2 separate regions of the Zea mays genome follow, and region 2 is linked to region 1. A link is a contact called in public Hi-C data. All regions are on one chromosome and are shown on one strand. Each heading gives the region's core, a stretch centred on a gene start, on an enhancer-like site or on the middle of the called end of the contact. The rest is flanking DNA. Distances are from core to core; before and after follow the strand shown.

What was found. A called contact is a pair of places that touch in the nucleus more often than the background predicts.
Region 2: a contact with region 1 is called in a Hi-C map of ear, with 1.9 times the contacts expected there. The contact joins the promoter of LOC541654 here to the promoter of LOC103629614 in region 1. A contact is called at or near these places in 9 of 25 Hi-C or Micro-C datasets (ear, endosperm, leaf and 3 more).

What each region holds. Positions count from the first base shown.
Region 1 is chr6:98,443,461-98,446,024 of Zm-B73-REFERENCE-NAM-5.0, reverse strand. It overlaps LOC103629614 (Ternary complex factor MIP1-like), which reads right to left and starts at 1,293. Exons shown (of 12, transcript XM_008650699.4): 1 at 673-1,293; 2 at 412-535; 3 at 85-171. The coding sequence starts at 755.
Region 2 is chr6:98,630,334-98,632,897 of Zm-B73-REFERENCE-NAM-5.0, reverse strand. LOC541654 (maize insect resistance 2) reads left to right here and starts at 1,295. Exons shown (of 5, transcript NM_001111408.2): 1 at 1,295-1,825; 2 at 2,120-2,355; 3 at 2,449-2,564. The coding sequence starts at 1,297. LOC542561 (maize insect resistance 1) reads left to right here. Exons shown (of 4, transcript NM_001398259.1): 4 at 1-189.

The sequences.
Region 1 (2,564 bases), core at 44-2,543:
CGAAACAAAGCGGGATCCTTTCAACTGAAAACAGCATGCTACGAAATTCAGAATTGTAGAGTTCATAAGCCAAGGAAAACACACTTCCTGCTCTAGCTGCGATCTGTACCGATGCATGGTGCACCTTTGTACCGCTTCCCTCTTGGCACTACCAGTGCTGCTGATATCATCCTACAAAAGAAATCACAAGACGCAGTTGCCATCAGATTTCACAAATCACCTGGAACAATTTGGGAACCAATGCGAGAAACGAGCCTTCCATCGGACGATACATCCGAGGCAGGAAAGTGACAACTCCACGAGTACATACAGTGAAGAACTAGCACAAGGGAAAAGCGACGATTTATCGCATGCGAAGGCGGAAGAAAATGTAAAGGGGAGGCTTTGATCATCAGGGAAGCGAGAACCAACCCCGGAGCAGCTGGCCGATGCTGACGCCGACGAGTCGGCGGTCCCCGAGTCCGCCAAGGCGTGGGGTCTCCTCCGGCCGGCGCCGCCAGCCATCCTCCGCACCGCCCTCTGGATCGTCCCGCCCCTGCACACGGCACAAGATGAAAGGAGCCAACTTTGGGCGGACTCCAAGAACCGACGGGTGGGATGAAGCACACTTGCAAGTTGCGAGCTTGCAGTGGCCCATGCTAGCGGCGGAGAGAGAAACAAAGAGGGACTGACAGGGTCACGGAGCGCATCTTGTCGGACGCTGCGGCCGCGGCTGCAGCGGCGGCCAGCGCGTCCTCCGCGCGCACGCACAGCATCCAATCCGCGCGCGCCTCCGATTCTTTACTCCCCCCCTCCTTCCCCCCGCCGCGAACGCGAAGTACAACTCCGGCTGTAAACTAGCCCACGCAGCCGAGCAGAGCCGCGACAGGGCAAACGACAAGGCGGCGGCAGCGGCAGCGGCGGCGGCGCATATGTGTGCACACCACAGCCACAGCCCGTGGACGGACGGAGCGGCACTGTGCTGCCTGCTGCCGCAACTATCTCGGCAGCTCTTGATGACGAGCGACAAGTGTGGCTATGGCTCTACGGCTATGATGATGGCTGCCATGACTAGCTAGCTCCACTCCACCCGGAGCTAGCTAGTACGCGACAAGTAGGCGACGGATGGATGGGGGCAGTCAGGGTCAGACCCACCCCATTGACGCCACACCTGTCGCTTCGCTGCGGCAATAATTGCGTCGCCGAGACCTGGCGACGCAGGCGGGAGGGAGGACGGCGTGCGGGGCAGGGGCCGCTGGGGTGTGGTAAGGCTGGTGCCAGCTATAGTGACGGCGATAGCGCCCAGGCGAGAGCGGGGCGGGAGGCGGGCGAGAGCGACCTGGCGGGTGCTACTGCCACCGTCCGACGATAGGCAGGCGAGAGCGGGGCGACGTGTTGGCGATGGCGTCTTCGCGGGCGAGAGCGAGGGGCGACAGTGAGGTGGCGGCTTCTGATTGGTCCACGTGTGCTATAGCCTGAGGTTGTAGTCTGCTGCAGCCTGTGCACTGGAGCAGCAGAGGCGAGAGTGGAGGCGAGAGCTGACGTGGCAGGGGCGAGAGGGAGGCTGTGCACTGGACTCAGCCTAAGGGGTAGAGCTAGGGCGGGCGTCAAAAAGCGCAGCGGAGTGGTGGCAGATACCCCAGGTTGGTCGGTTCTCTATTGCTCGCGCGTGGGGCGCGGCCGGCGGCCACGGGTCCCCCCGGCGCGGCGCAGTGGGTGGGTCAGTGGGAGGGACGGAGAGTGAAGACTGAAGAGGGCGAGGGCGAAGTTGTTGGAGTTGGTGAGCCAGCCTGCCAGGGGACTAGGGGAGGCAGAAGGCCGGGAAGCCATCAGTTCAGGTCGGGTTTAGAATTGGACCGGTCCGGCCCATTATGTTTCGGGTCAAACAACCCGTCTAGAAGGCTTAAAAAAACTTTTGGACGATGTCACGTAAGTTCAAAGTAGTCTATCCTAAGTCCTAGCTATAAAAACACATCGTGCCTTTGTTGGTCATACTGGTCTAAACTCGGCTCATATATTTAAATCACATAAAATTCAAATATTATAACCACATAAAATTAATGCTGACATCATTTAATCATATAAATTCCAAATATCATTATTACATAAAGTCTATTGTTTATTGAATTAAATAAATTAAATAATATAGATTTATTGGTCGTGCTGGTCCAAGTCCGATTCATAAGTGCGGGCAGCACTAGAGCTCGATGGATTGGAATTTTGGGTCCGTTCTAAACCCGTCTTTACACCATGCTAGACTGTCATATATTATTTTGTATGACATCATGTTTTAAGCTTCTATTTTTAGTCCGTGCTAGCCTAAAAAAAATCGGGCCATATTTCTTGGCGCACTAGTACCGATAACGCCGTGCCTTTTTGCGCGCCGGAAAAGAAATGCCGCCGCGCGCGGCATGCAACTGCGTGAAACTTTCCTGCTCGTCCTTTTACTGACCGCCCGCCATGGATTTTTGTTTGCATTAAGACTGACAGGGCCCGCTTCTCCAGTAGTTCTCTAAAAAATAGCTTGCTAAAATCATGTTTAGCAAGTTGCTAAATAGCTATTGGAAGTAAAAAATAACTTAGTC
Region 2 (2,564 bases), core at 46-2,545, 190 kb before region 1:
GCAGCAGAGAGCCGATGGTCTTGTCGTGTTGAACTTTACATATGGTAGCTAGGTACCACTGGGGATAATTAAGTTAATCCGTTATGGTGTGGCAAGTTAATTAATATGTGCGTATCTCTTTTGATGAGTGCCATATATGATGTAATGAAGTTACATAAACTCAAATAAAGTCGTAATCGTAATGGTAAAGTTTGTTTGTTGGTTTGTCAGGCGGGGGAGTATGGGAGTGCAGGGACAGAGATGTTGTGCGGGCGTACTGAGCGCGTATGGAGCTAGAGCGAGGCAATGGAGATGACTGATGAGGACATAGAGAAAGCCGACACACTTACGGCCTCGTCTCCGGCGCTGTGTTTTTTTTTTTGGAGCCAACAATTATGGTTAGTTTGGTGCGAACCTGGATTTGGAATAAAAAATTATGATTTATATCTCTATTTGGCATGTGTTCTATTAACTTAGTTTAGTGCGGATATAGGTTTAGAGCCAACAATTATTCGTTTGAATCTCATTTAGCTTTTTACCGATTAAATGTCTAAATATGGATCCAGATCAGAGGGACAACGGCTTTGTTAAAAAGCACAAGGTTTTTTTTATACTCCACTATTCCAATTTATAATTTGTTTGACCTTTTTCTCTAAGTTTTACTGTCTTGTCTTATTCAAAAATTTTCATAATTATTATTAATTTTTACTCCGATATTGTTTAGCATATAGTATACTTTAAGTATGGTTTTCAATTTTCTATTTTTCACAAAAAAATTGAATAAGATAAGCCAACCAAATTTGACAAAAAATCAAAAGAATTATAATTTAAGATTGAGAAAGTATAAAAAATTAAGATGGTGGAGTGGAACCGTAGAATAACTGATGTTTTAATATGGTAAAGATATAAATATATCAGATAAATAATAAATGAAAAATTGTAAGGACGCACTTTAAAATATGTAGCCATAGTTGTCAAACGTCACTAAACAATAACTTAGGATTAATTTAGTAGACGAAAAAATGAAGAAGATTAATAGAATAAATTTTCTTACTATTTAAAATTGAATAGGGAGAGCGAACGAGCGTCGTGGCTTCACGTGGCGTGGGTTGGACTTGGATGTGGACTACCACGTGCAGCCAAAGAAGTACTGGAGCTTCCAACAGTCTAAGCAGCTATGTGGGTCCATTTGGCATGCTGGGATATTTATCACCTCCGGAAAGGCGGAAACCAACCCAATCCTGCCGAGGCGAGGCGAGCCCTGGGTCAAACTAACTTCAGAGACCGGCTGCTGGTTCTCCACCAAACTAACCAACCATGCGTCCGTCGTCGCGTTACCCGCCGCAACCCGCGCTACTCGCTCTCGCTCTCGCCCTCGCCCTCGCGGCGGCGGCCCCGGAGCTGAGACCCCTCGCCGCCGCCGTCACCGTCACGCCGCCGCCGGAGCGGACGGACGAGGAGGTGCGGCGGCTGTACGAGGAGTGGAGGTCGGAGCACGACGCGGGGCCGAGGCGTGGCGCCACCGGCGGCAGCCTCGGCCCGGGCGAGGACGACGACGCGCGGCGGCTGGAGGTGTTCCGCTACAACCTCCGCTACATCGACGCGCACAACGCGGAGGCGGACGCGGGGCTCCACGGCTTCCGCCTCGGCCTCACCCGCTTCGCCGACCTCACCCTGGAGGAGTACCGCGCCCGCCTCCTCCTTGGCTCCCGCGGCCGCAACGGCACCGCGGTGGGCGTCGTCGGGAGCCGCCGCTACCTGCCCCTAGCCGGGGAGCAGCTCCCCGACGCCGTGGACTGGCGCGAGCGCGGCGCCGTCGCCGAGGTCAAGGACCAGGGCCAATGCGGTCCGTACGTTGTTCCATGCTCTGCTCTTCTGCTTTTTTTCTCCCCCTGCAAGCAGATCTCAAACTTTGGAACAGTCTCTCGAAGTGCATAGTTTGAAGAAAAAAAAAAGTAGCACAAGAAGAATGGATCGGTGGAACTGATTCTAGTTTCACAAGGCTGCATACCAGAGTGGACGTTTTTTTCTCTAAAAGCTTTAGGGCGGGCCAAATCTAGAGAGAAATCTCAAATCTGCATGTTCTTCTGTGAAATTCAGGGCTTAGTTATCTCATGGTTTGGTGGCGTGAGAGGTGCAGGTGCGTGCTGGGCGTTCTCGGCGGTGGCAGCGGTGGAAGGGATCAACAAGATCGTGACAGGCAGCCTCATCTCGCTGTCGGAGCAGGAGCTTATCGACTGCGATAAGTTCCAGGACCAGGGCTGCGATGGCGGCTTAATGGACAATGCTTTCGTGTTCATGATCAAGAACGGCGGGATCGACACCGAGGCCGACTACCCGTTCACTGGCCACGACGGGACGTGCGATCTCAAACTGGTCAGTGTCGATCTGTCATAGGTTTGCGTACTTAACTGTGCTCTGCCCGTTTCTGTGATGGTGTGACGGAGGTTTGCGCTTTGTCTATTTCAGAAAAATACAAGGGTTGTATCCATAGATTCGTTCGAGCGTGTGCCCATCAACTACGAGAGAGCGCTGCAGAAGGCCGTGGCGCACCAGCCTGTTAGTGCCAGCATTGAAGCATCTCG